2 separate regions of the Oryctolagus cuniculus genome follow, and region 1 is linked to region 2. A link is a contact called in public Micro-C data. All regions are on one chromosome and are shown on one strand. Each heading gives the region's core, a stretch centred on a gene start, on an enhancer-like site or on the middle of the called end of the contact. The rest is flanking DNA. Distances are from core to core; before and after follow the strand shown. Region 1 holds the start of LOC138849333 (microtubule cross-linking factor 1-like). Region 2 holds the start of ACTL6A (actin like 6A).

Evidence for each region. Hi-C and Micro-C count contacts between places; a contact is called where the count stands out from the background.
Region 1: a Micro-C map of ear pinna shows a contact between it and region 2, with 4 times the contacts expected there. The contact joins the promoter of LOC138849333 here to the promoter of ACTL6A in region 2. A contact is called at or near these places in 3 of 6 Hi-C or Micro-C datasets (ear pinna, embryonic fibroblasts and an unstated tissue).

What each region holds. Positions count from the first base shown.
Region 1 is chr4:100,487,607-100,494,371 of mOryCun1.1, forward strand. LOC138849333 (microtubule cross-linking factor 1-like) reads left to right here and starts at 4,982. Exons shown (of 4, transcript XR_011388043.1): 1 at 4,982-5,547. ZNF639 (zinc finger protein 639) reads right to left here and starts at 5,469. Exons shown (of 6, transcript XM_070072481.1): 1 at 5,285-5,469; 2 at 2,700-2,898; 3 at 711-779. The coding sequence starts at 768.
Region 2 is chr4:100,247,915-100,254,254 of mOryCun1.1, forward strand. It overlaps ACTL6A (actin like 6A), which reads right to left and starts at 1,890. Exons shown (of 14, transcript XM_002716442.5): 1 at 1,680-1,890. The coding sequence starts at 1,704. It also overlaps the pseudogene LOC100346731.

The sequences.
Region 1 (6,765 bases), core at 3,732-6,231, 240 kb after region 2:
TTGAGTTCCTGCCACCCATGAGGGAGACCCAGATTGAGTTCCTACCTCCCAGTTCTTGTCTGGCCCAATCCTGGCTATTTCAGTTATTTGGGGAGTAAACTAGAACTCATTTTGTCTCTAGCTCCCTCTGCTGCTCAAACAAATAAATATTTTAAATGAGACAATTATTATTTAAAAAAAATAACCTTGACTGTCTAACTTTAAATATCTATAAGTCTGAAGGAGGGTACTTGGTACAGCAGTTAAGAGGCCACATTAAATGCCCACATTCCATCAGAGTGCCTGGGTTCAAGTTTCAGCTTCCTGCTAACATACACATTGGGAGGCCGTGGTGATGGCTCAAGTACTTGGGTCCCTGCCACCCATATGTGAGATACAGACTGAATCCCCTGCTTCTGGCTTCAGCCTTGTTCAGTCCCACTGTTTTGGGCATTTAGGGTGTGAATAAGCAAATGGAAAACCTCTCTTGGTCTGTCTCTCTCTGCCTTTCAAACACATTAAAATATTTTTAAAAAAATTTTTTAAATAAAATAATATATGTAAAGTTCCGATGTGAGCTTAGCACATGGACAATGAGAAATATATATTAGGAAATCTATTTAAATTGTTCTCTTACCTAAAAATTGATCCAGACATTTAAATCTCATCTGATCATTTATGAGAAAGTAGATGGATTCCACAACTTTAAAATAACTCAGTTATATACTGACCTGAATAACGAGAAGGGTGTAAAGTCTTCCTTTTTCTTTTTTTAGGATACTCATTCATATCTTTTCAATCTAAAAAATGAAAAAAACATGTAGCAAGTCACAATTAACAACTGTTGATATAGTTATAAAAATTATTTCTAAGTGAAGAATTTATAGGCAATAGGAAATATGTGTGCCATGTGAAAATCTACCTTATAATAGAAATTTTGGATTACTTTCCCAGTCAAGTTTAAATGCAGAACTTTTGTTTGTTTTCTTGTACTTCCCAAAATACTATGACTAATTAAAAAAAAAAAATGCTTGAGGCCCAGGACTGTCCTTGTGATTGATCTCCTGTAACCTGCCATGGGACCTAGAAAAGACTGGCAAGGTCAGGCTCCTCCTTGCTCTGCCTGGGTTTTTAGTGTTGATGTAATCGTGAGAACTGGATAGTTCCAAATAACAGTAAACTTTATACTTAAATTATTATTATTATATATAAAAAAACCCATAATGCCTATAGCACCACATTAATATTAGGTTTAATAGGGAAATGGTGTTGTGGTGCAGCAGGTTAGGCTGCTGCCTGAGACATATGAGTGTCCTGACTGCTCCACTTTCTTTCTTTCTTTTTTTTTTTTTGATAGGCACAGTGGACAGTGAGAGAAAGAGACAGAGAGAAAGGTCTTCCTTTGCCGTTGGTTCACCCTCCAATGGCCGCCGCACTGCGCTGATCCGATGGCAGGAACCAGGTGCTTCTCCTAGTCTCCCATGGGGTGCAGGGCCCAAGGACTTGGGTCATCCTCCACTGTACTCTCGGGCCATAGCAGAGAGCTGGCCTGGAAGAGGGGCAACTGGGACAGAATCCGGCGCCCCGACCGGGACTAGAACCCGGTGTGCCAGCGCTGCAAGGCTTGGCGCCGGCCCCTGCTCCACTTTCAATCCAGCTCCCTGCTAATGTACCTTGAAAAGCAGCAGCAGATGGCCTAAGCACTTGGGGCCCTGTACCCACATGGGAGACCTGGGTGGAATTCCAGTCTCCTGGCTTGCAGCTATTTGGGGAATAAACCAACAGACAGAGACACTTTCTCTCTCTGCATCTCCCTCCATCTCTGCAACTCTGCCTTTCAAATAAATAAATGAAAAGTCTTATAGGCATATTTCCTACAACTGGGAATATTTTCATACAGAAGATACATTTCCTTAAAAAATACTGTCACAAATCTGTATTGGCCCCATGGCTTCCAGGAAAACTAGCATTGACACACAGAATCTCAAAATATAATTTAAAAAAATTCCTTTTTTATATAATCACATTAAATATTCTACTTTGAACAGAACAGGTATAGTAACTACTTTATGATTAAATGCCAATGAACTGTTAAAAATTAACTAGTTTCACCACATTTTACTTACTTGGTATAATTCTTAATTCTGTAGTGAGAAAAAAAAACGAATTACAGGGAAGTGTCCTCATATGGTAAAAAATGCCTGTAAGTAAACCATGACAGAAATTATATCAACAAAAATGTGGCTCATTTCCAAGATTCAGGAATATCATGGTACCAGACCTTTAGTCAGCTGGAAAGTTATACAGAATGAATTCAGGTATAATATTATTTTGAATATATTATACTTACTAGTAAAAATTGTATATGTTGCTAAGTATGTGTTACATGCAAACTTTTCTTATTTTTTGGAAATCAAATTTACCTTCTAAAGCTAAATCTTGACACCAAAATAGGAATATAAATTTGCATAATTTATTCAGCTATAAGGAAAAATAGGTACATGAAAGCAAACATTAAGTCTAAGACTTTTCACTGTTAAGATTCTCGTAGATTTAATAACACAAGTTAAAATAACAATAATTTACTGAACATCTATTATGCACTCATATAGTAATAAGACAGTGTTTTTTCAGTTCATTAAGCATTCTTCTAATCCTTATTCTATTTCATCATCACAACAATCCTATGGGGTACCCAAAGGAACTTCTACCAAACCCACCTCATTTTTACCGATGAGGAAACAGATTCAGTGAAAGCCAAGTCAACAAAGTGGCAGAACCAGGAATGAAAACTCATGTCTTCGGACTCCTGAGCATTTTACGTATGTAAATCTTCACTGCTAAGCACTGCCCCAGCAAGTTACATTTTGCTTTCAGTTCTTACTTCGTCACCAGTTGTGATGAAGGGAAGAGAATCACCTAAAGAAACTGACAACCATGAGATTAACAGAAATGTTGTGATATGCTTCACACTTCATGTTCTACCTGTGTTAAAAGTATAGAGGGGCCAGTGCTGTGGCATAGTGGGTAAAGCCACCACCTTGAATGCTGGCATCCCATATAGGCGCCTGTTCGAGTACTGGCTGCTCTACTTCTGATCCAGCGCTCTGCTATGGTGTGGGAAAGCAGTAGATGTCCCAAGTCCTTAGGTCCCTGTACCCACGTAGGAGACTTGGAAGAAGCTCTTGGCTCCTAACTCGAGATTGGCTTAGCTCTGGCCATTGCAGCCATCTGGGGAGTGTACCAGTGGAAGACTTGTCTCTCTCTGTCTGCCTCTATCTCTCTGTGACTCTGTTTTTCAAATAAACAATATTTAAAAAATAAACTGAAAAGAAGGGGGGGGGGTCGATGCTATGATGCAGTGCGTTAAAGTGCTAGCCTGCAGTAGGCATTCCATATGGGTGCTGATTCGAGTCTTGGGTGCTCCACTCTCAACCCAGCTCCCTGCTAATGTGTCTGGGAAGGCAGTGGAGGATGGCCCAAGTCCCTGGGCCCCTGCACCCACGTGGGACACCAAGAAACTCCTGGCTCTTATAGGCATCTGGGGAGTAAACCAATGGATGGAAAACCTCTTTCTATCTCTACCTCTCTCTGTAACTCTGCCTTTCAAATAAATAAAATAAATCCTTCTTAAAAAAAAAAGCATCAAGAAGACACTAAAAACTGTTATTTTTTCAGAATACATTTCAATTTCTTTAGGGCTTGAATAAGAAAGAGGAAATCAAGCATGTATTAAAACCAGTGTTGTAAGCCAGCCAGGACTCAAACTGTGAAGTGATAGAAAAGTAGGACCACCGATCATAGAGGGTTCAACTCCTACTTAAGTCAAAACAACATTGAAAAATGCTTATTAGACCTCCTTTCAGCACAGTAGTAAGATGCCCCTCCAGAGCAAAACTGCTAACCACTCTTCACTTCACCAAACATTTTTATGTACCTTTTGCATGCATAATCAACACGTTTGGCATTTTACTCATACACCCTATGCACATAACATGCTACTACTGCAGGAATATCAGAAGATTAAAACATAACAAAAATAGAATCCATTCACCCACTGTTCATTTTGTTGTATATTATCTAGACTTTTTCCTATGCTTTTATTTTTACTTTTTTTATTTTACTTTTTCCTATGAGTTTATATTTTAAACTTACAAAATATGGCATCATCCCACAGGAAACTTTTTTTTTAAGCACCTTACACAATACACGCCAGCCTCTGTCATTTTTGTTTTCTAAGGTTTCATATATTTATTCCTGAGCCAACCCAACTAGTTACGGCCCCAACCAAATATGTACGGTTGTCCAGGTATGTCATTTAAAACACACACACACACACACACAAGAATATATATACACAAAAAACACAATACCCATGATAGTGTTTATCAAATCACTGAACCTTTTATAGGCCTTTCAGGCAACGTGGTCTTTCTTCCTAACATGTATAGTAAGTCTTCGCAAAAAAAAAAAAAAAAAAAAGGCACATTTTAAACGAGTTAACAGGGCTAAAGTTTCCTTTTCATCCTAATAAAAGTATATATTTTCTAGATTTTAAAAGAAACAAAACATAAAAATGGCTGCATAGGAGCTTCAACTAGAGCCCTCCACATGTCAGCGAATGTACTGAAAATACCTGGTCAAATATTCGAATAGCTACTGTTCAGGCACGACTCTATTATCTCTTTGCAGAAATAAGCTTCTTCAAAGGACTCGTGTCCCTAGGCCCTACTTGAAAGCAAAACCAGAAAGGGCTTAAAAGCACCCGAGCGAGAGGGGAGTCTCTGGGTGGCAGGGCCGATGCCCGCTTCCCGCGGCGACAACTTGCGGAGCGCAGCGGGCTGCGGCGCGGGAGGGCCGCGAAGCCGCCGGGCAGTGCCGGGGGCCAGCGTGGCACCCTAGGGCGGCCGGAGCCCAGAGGCCCAAGCTCAGCTGCCCTCCACCGGGCCCGGCAGGAGTCGCCCGGACCAGTAGCCGCCAGCCCAGCGCCACGCACCCGCCTCGCCGGGCCTGCGACTGACGGCCAGAGCTGAGGGCACGCTGAAGCCCCGACCCCAAGGGAGCTGTAAGGAAAGCAGCAGCTGAGAGCCGAGGCGAGGTGGGGCCGAGGCGTCCTTCGCCGGGCCTGGAACTGCCTTCGGGATGGGGGAGGGGAAGCCCTCCCGCCGTAAAACGAAGACAGGGTTTCAGTTTCAAACAAGCCATCCGGTCTTTCCAGCCCTCTCCCGTCGGGAGATGCGCCCGCACGCCTGCGTCCCCTGCAGCGGTCTAGCGCCCAGTCCGCCCGCTCCTCCCTCACACTCACCAGTGCCTGCGGGCCCGCCAGGCCGGTCCGGGCGTAGCTCTGAGGGGCGGTGCGGCCTTACCCGCGGGCGCAAGGCGGCGGGCGCACGGCGGCGGCGCTCTGGCTCTCGCGCTCCCGGGCACTCAGCCGGGCCAGCCCCTCTCCTTTGCGCGCGCCCCACGCCCTGTCCGCCAGGCCCCAGCTCCGCGGCCGCACTCACTGCCTCGTTCCGCGCCTGCGCCGCGCACCTCAGGGGCCCGCCGAAAGGGCGGGGAGGTGACGAGGTGAGTTGGGGGCAGGGGACCGGGCTGCGCGGCCACACGGCACACCGGGCTTGGGAGGGACCACCGGCCGGCAGCCCCGGGGGTGGCCCCGAGGCCCGCGCCCCCTGCCGGCTTCTCTGCGCCGCCGCGGGCCGCTCCCGAGCGGGGTGCGGCCCCTGCGGAGCGCGGCGGGGGCTTCCAGTCGCTGGAATTGCGGCCCGCCTGGCTGCGCGACGACCTTGACCTGCCTGTCCCCAGCCCTCCCTCCCGCCCTGGAAGAAGTGGAAGGCGCGCCGCCCGCGAGAGTCACCCTCTCCCCACCCTGCCCCTCCCGGGGACGCGCGACAATGGCCTTGTCCGGATTAGGCCGGGCAGATGGCGTTCTGTAACCCTAAATAAGCCAGCAGCCTGTGGGGGACGGAGAGAGCGGGACCGCGTCGTGGCTTTTGCGACGCCCGAGAACCTCACAGAGCTGGGATGCTCGTTACCGGGCTTGAGGGAGGACCCCTTGAAGGTCCGTGAGTCAATCCTTAGGTCTCCGCCCGGTTCGTTGGGTCAGGAAATCTTGGTGGAATGAATGTAAAGTTTCTGGAGATTGGTTTCGATTATTTAAATCGTGTTCTGACCTTGAGTTTCTGGGAACAGATGTAGGGAGGATTAAAGGAATCCCAGTGGGGCCTCCAAAATAAATAAATGAGCAAAAATATATTTGTGAACACCATTTCAAAAACAATCACTTTAAAAATGTGGTCATGTGTTTAATCTTTTTTGACAACCGGTCGAGGTTGTTAGTTCCAATTTACAAATTAGAAAAAGTGGGCTTGTGAGGGGCTAAAGTCTCCGGCCTTAACTCCTTTTTGTAACCTGCACAACTGGGGTTCAAATCTTTGTTAAGTGGATGAATGAAGCCCTTGTGGATTATCGGGTGCCCAAGGTCACTGGGAAAGTCGGGGCTGCAGGGCGGTGCTATTTCTGGGAACCACGCGCTGATCAACCGATCAACTGCTGGAAAGGGAGAATCACAGCCCTTCCGCAAGCAAGCCCCTTCACTCCGTCCCAGGGGATAAAGACCTGTTTGAAAAACTAGTTTCAGTCTATTACCTCAGAACTTTTGCGTGTGACTCATCCCAAATAAGTGAATATTCATGCATGCTAGCATAGCCAGAATAAAGTAAAAGAGATTTAGAAGAACCCTCAGTCCTAGTAGGAGTAGGACCTGGCACAGAATAGAAAAGCATA
Region 2 (6,340 bases), core at 640-3,139:
GTCATACTAAACAATGCCTTGTAAGGAATACTGGACAGCCTCCGGATCCTTGATTCAATGAACCTGGAGCTCCTAAGAGTCTAGACTCAGTTTCTCTGGAGTCAAGACTGAATCTTCAGATGGGGAAGAGGTGAATTAACAAGATCCAAAGTAAAAATAAGAAAATCAAGGACACAAAATAGGAAGGAGGAGGCAACAGGCTCAGCATGCTGCCTCAGAGAAGACTCTGAAACTACACCACCAAAAATACTAAGAACTTAGAAAAGTTACCTATCCCTTTACCTGCGGAATGCCATCCTCTTCAGAAAGAGAATCCTTACTAAAACAGTAGCAGTAGCAAGCACATAGTCCCTCAGTGTTTGCAGCGGATTGGTTACAGGACCCTACCCCCATACACCAAAATCCTTGGATACTCAAGTCGACTATATAAACCGATGTAGCATTTGCCTATAACCTGTGGCACAGACTACTGGATACTTTAAGTAGGTGTTCTCTATGTTACTTATAATCCCTAGTACAATGTAAACACTATGTAAACAGCTGTTATACTTTAGGGAATAACAAGAAACAAAATCTGCACATGTTCAATACAGATGCAATTTTTTCTGAATACTTCTGGTCCACAGTTAGTGGGATCCACAGATGTGGAGCCCACAGTTACTCAAGGCTGACTGTATTTCGGATTTGTCTTTTGGGTCTCTAACTCAAACACACCCCAAAATGTGAATCCAACAGTGAGTGCTCCAATTGTCTGGGGCATCTTTCAAAAATGGAAGCCCTGACTCTGTAGAACGGAGGGTGGGCCTTGAGATTCTTTCTAAACAGCTTGCAGGTGATGCTGATATTGCCGCTCCACGGACTTCAATTGGAGCAGCAGGTGTAGCTTCATGTCGGTCCATCTTGGCAGCCACCCTCGTTGGCTAAGGAATTCCCATCCCACGAGCGAGCGGCGCAAAGTCGGGGAAAGTAAACTGCCCAAGGCCAAGGCGCTGAGAAGTTTGACGATGCCCACAGCCCGTGGTAATCTTTGTACCACAACACAGTCTACTCAAGAAAAGCCAGAGAACAGACGCCCGGGACCTCAGGCAAAGCTTCCGGGCGTCCTTAAATTGCATGTGTCTCTAGATTCATCCCAACCAGGCCCTCCCACGAGTAACTCCGCAGACTCCACGGTCAAGAATGGGCAGGAGCTGCTGAGGAACGTGAGGCAGCGCGAGCGCAGGGCGCAGACCGAGGCGGCCGCCCCCTCTCCCCTCGGTCCACCTCTCGCGGCCGCTCTGCCTTCTATGGGACGTTGCGGACACCCTCCGTCCGCGCTCGCCAACTGCTGGGGGCCTCCCAGGTTAAACGCAGACGCAAGCCCCACACGGGCGAATTTTGCAGACACACGCGGGGCTGCCACCCCGAGGCGAGACACTCCAGCCGGGGCGCCGCGGGCCGGCCCGCTGGAAGCAGCACGCGCGACCCCAAAAGCCCAGCTCCTCCGGCGCCCGAGGCGCACGCTGAGCCGGGTGGGCTCCGGGGGCGGGCAGAGCGCGGGGCGGGGATGGGGCGGGGAGGCCGGGGTCCCGAGAGGGGGAGACCGGAAGGGACCGCCGGGTAGGGGAGGGCTGGGGGCGGCGGTTACAAACCCCACACGCCAAAAAGGCGCGCTCTCTGGCCGGGCCGCCTTCACTCACCTCCCCCGTACACGCCGCCGCTCATGGCTGCCGTCGGCTTGATTCCTGGGCGAAAAGGTGCCGGGCGAAGTGACTACAGCGGCCGCCACACGCGCTGGCCCCCGACCCCCTTAACTTCCACCGCCACCCCCCTCCGGCAACAAAGCGGCGTCCACACACCCGAGAGCTCAGCCACACTTGCTGGCTCCCCTTAGCAGCCAATCACGAGGAGGGAGGCCTACCTTTCAGCCAATCATAATGCGGCTTCGCTGCATCCCCGCCGCGGCTCCGCCAGTTTAGCCAATCGAAGGTGGCCATGGGGGCGGGGTTGGGCGGAAAGCGACGGAAGGAGGGCAGGAGTTGGGTTGCGGGACTCCAGGGGGCGGAGCTTGCAGGGTGGGCGGAGGGAGCGGGAGAGCCAGGCGTCGGGGGGCGGGCCCAGGGGTGTGACCAGGCGCCGAGGCGCGGTGGGAACCTGGGGCGGGAAGGGGCTCAGGAAAGAGGCTGGAAATGGGATAAAGTATGGAAATAGGATAAAGTGTCAACGAGCAGTAATTCCTGACCTTGCACTGCAGTGAATTTACGGATTTTTAAAGATTTTCCATAAAAAAAGCATTTTCAACCAACATTTGTTGAATAAAATTGTACTCCACTTTGTGTAGGGTCAACCAGTGAATCAAACAAATTAATAGGCTCCTGCAATTTTTTTTTTTTAATTTTTTGTTACAGAATTAAATGGCCCGTTTATTCACTTAGAAACCATTGTTAACCCCAGACACAGGCATTTCCCAATCACCAGCAGGTCCCTTGGCAAAGGAAAACGAACTCATATCCGAACTTCGGCAAGGAGGGAGCCTCACGGCGCGCAGTTCTTCGTGGAGGTCAAGGGCAAGTTGAGGGCTCAGCCGCCAGTCACACAGAGGAGCGGCGTTTGGCTTCTCAGCAGGGAGAGCGGTTCACCGGCAGACTCGGGCCTGCGTGCAGGCCTCTGGCAGGTTCTCCCCACAGATGCCACCCTCGGCCACTGCCTCACAACTGGGAACCCCAATATTGATAAAGCAAGCAGTCAACAGGCGGGCAGACAGGAGAGCCCCGTGACCACCTCGCCAGGTCACAAGCCGACTTAGATATACAATTCCAATGATCAAAAAAGGCCAGAGGTTACAAAATCAAAGCCGGAAGCCAGGAGTGAGGCATGAATGACGCCACTTCCTCTCTGAACCAGGAAACACTTGACTCAGCGGGGAGGTAACGGGCCAATGCCTTTCCCAGGTGTCCAGCGAGAGGCAGGGACGTGTCCTTGCCTGGCGTCAGCAAAGGCCGAAACAGCTGGCCTCTGCACGCCAGAACTCCCACCAGGGGAAGGATCCTGCAATTTTTTAAAATGCTTATTCATGGCTAAGACGTGATGCATTGTACCAACTACATTTAGATAGGTCATCCGTTTCTTTTATCTGGTGAGACAGGTATTGAACGAGCTAATCGATGCTCATTCAGGCAAGCATCTAAGCCTAAATACATCTCCAGTCTGTCTGCTCTGCTTAGTAGATGATTTCCACCAGCCAGGCCAGCCCACTGTCGTTCTCCCCTCGATTACTGCAACCACTTGTCACTGCCTCTTCACAGGCTGCAAGCAGCTTCATCTATAAAGAGGCTCAAACCCTTCACGTCGCTGCCTGTGCCTGTGACAGCCCTTCTTAAGTCTACAGTCTAAGCATGTAAGGGCTGCCCCTAGCCATAGGAACATGGAATAGAACTCCCTCCTCTCCAGGCCTGCGGGGTGGTACAAAGTGTTGGGTGCCAAGCAAGGCCTGTGAGAAAACTCTTTCCAGTTCACTTGACAGTAGAATCGCAAGTGTATCTGATCAAACAGGAAACTCCCATCAACCCGGTGAGGTAATGCTGAGGTCAGCAAGCTATGGCCCTACGACCAAATCCTACCTGCCATCTATTTTTGTGCAGCCTTCAAGCTAAGAATGCATATTCCATTTTTTTAATGGGTTTTTAAAAAGTATTTTTAAGACTATTTTGTGGCATGTGAACATTTGATGAAATTGACATTTCTGTGACCTAAACTAAGTTTTATTTGGGACACAACCAAGCTTCATTCATTTATGGCATTTGCGCCATAAGAGCACAGAAAATGGCAGTTTAAGAGAATACTGGAAAATCATACTGAGGTGTTTTTGTTTAAAGTTTTTGCTCCATTTGATCATTTGAAAGGGTATTGGAGGGGCCAGCACTGTGGTGTAGCAGGTAAAGCCACCGCCTGCAGTGCCAGCATCCCAGATGGGCACCGGTTTGAGTCCTGGCTGCTCCATTTCCAATTCAGCTCTCTGCTATGGCCTGGAAAAACAGTGGAAGATGGCCCAATTCCTTGTGCCCCTGCACTCAGCGGGGAGACTAGGGAGAAGCTCCTGGCTCCTGGCTTCCGATCAGCGCAGCTCCGACCACTGTAGCCAATTGGGGAGTGAACCAGTGGATAGAAGACCTCTCTTGCTCTGCCTCTCCTTCTCTCTCTGTGTAACTCTAAATTTCAAATAAATAAATCTTAAAAAAAAAGAGGGGGGCATTGGAAAACAAATCGTTCATTTGTTCATTTATCCATAATTTTTGATCATCTTAATCTCTTGTATCAATGGAATCATTGCTTTATTTAATAATAAATCATTGAAATGAACTTCAGAGAAAAAGAGTTTCACTGCAATACATCTGCTATCTCGGGATTAATTATATGTCAACATAGATAAAAGCCCACACTTAAGCCTTGAAAAATTTTAATCAACAAAAATTTAATAGGCCGGTGCCGCGGCTCACTAGGCTAATCCTCTGCCTGCGGTGCAGGCGCCCCATGTTCTAATCCCGGTTGGGGCGCCGGATTCTGTCCTGGTTGCCCCTCTTCCAGGCCAGCTCTCTGCTGTGGCCAGGGAGTGCAGTAGAGGATGGCCCAAGTGCTTGGGCCCTGCACCCGCATGGAAGACCAGGATAAGTACCTGGCTCCTGGCTTCGGATTAGTGTGGTGCGCTGGCTGCAGCATGCCAGCCGGAGCGGCCATTGTGGGGTGAACCAACGGAAAAGGAAGATCTTTCTCTCTCTCTCTCTCTCACTGTCCACTCTGCCTGTAAAAAAAAAAAAAAAAAAAAAAAAGATTTTAATAGAGCACTGAGATTATTACCCCAAAATGTTTCATTGCTGAAAGAAAGGGTTATTGGTAAAAAACAAACAAACAAAAAAACCTGTCCAGCATCCTAGGGAACACTATTGGGGAAGTACACCACCTGAGTAATAGTGTCATTATCTCCTTTAAGAGAAGACTTAGAGTATGGTAGTTTGTTTTCTTCAATCCTCTTTTTTTTAGTTCTTTTTTTTTTAAGTTTTATTTATTTTATTTGAAAAGCAGAGTTACAGAGAGAGAGAGAGAGAGAGAGATATCTTCCATCCACAGGTTCACTCCCCAAATGGATGCAATGGCCAGAGCTGGGCCAGGCCGAAGCCAGGAGCCAGGAACTGTGTCTGGTTCTCTCGTATGGGTGCAGGAGCCCAGGCACTTGGGCCATCTTCTGCTGCTTTCCCAGGTGCGTTAGCAGAGAGCTGGATCAGAAATGGAGCAGCTGGGACTTGAACCAGCACCTATGTGGCATGCCGGTGCTGAAGGTGGTAGCTTAACCCACTATGCCACAGCACCTGCCTCTTAATTCTTAATTATTAGCAAAACTAGTAGAAAGTGCATTAAAATAAAATGTTAATCCAACAAAATCTATGGAATGTAAAATATTTGAGGGTTGAGTTTTTTGTTTTTTTTTTTTTCATTAATATTTCTCCTCTATAACCTAACACATTTTATCTAAAGTCTTTGCTCAACCTATTTGTTAATATTACCAATAACTAATCAGATTAAAAAAAAACAAAACCAACAGCAACAACTCAAAGTTACTGTCTGTTACTTCAGTTCTCAAATGTCAATGCTTGCCATTTTTCTCCTCGAACTATCATATTAGATATGCCAACCCCCCAGACAAAACATTGAAGTAACATGAAAATATATTTAACTAGCCAAAAATGGGCGTTCAGTGATTGATCTGAGTCTAGATCTGTAAAAACAAGCAACCTTTCAAAAGTCCTTAGTAGTAATATCCTTGCCAGAAGAATATCCTAGGCGCCCAGGTGCACCACTTGGCTTTGCCTCACGGGGTCGCTGCTCCTCTGTAATTGTAGGGCTGCGCCAGGACACCTGTGATGGCTGTAGTCTCACACCAGCTGCATCTGCACTCAGACTGTGGATTTCCAGCAGTTATTACAAAATATTACTGATCTTGTCCTCCATCTCAGATTTTATTGAATTCAGAGCTTAAATATTTCATATGTTATTCACGTAAGCTAGGAAACAAATGCACAGGATTACCATCCATCTGTAAAGAAGAAATGACCCAAAAATTCATGTACATTTAGAATTATTTATTTCATGCTGGAAAATATATGAAATTAGTAATTATCAAAAATTTCAATGAATACTGTTTTGTATGGATATGCACATGTTAAGGAACCATTGTAAGTATCATGTCCTGTTTACTGAAGTTCCAAAAAATGTAACAGGTGCTGTCATTGTGGTACAGGGGATTAAGCAGCCACTTGGGATGCCCACATCCCATATGGGTGCCAGTTGGAGTCCCAGCTACTCCATG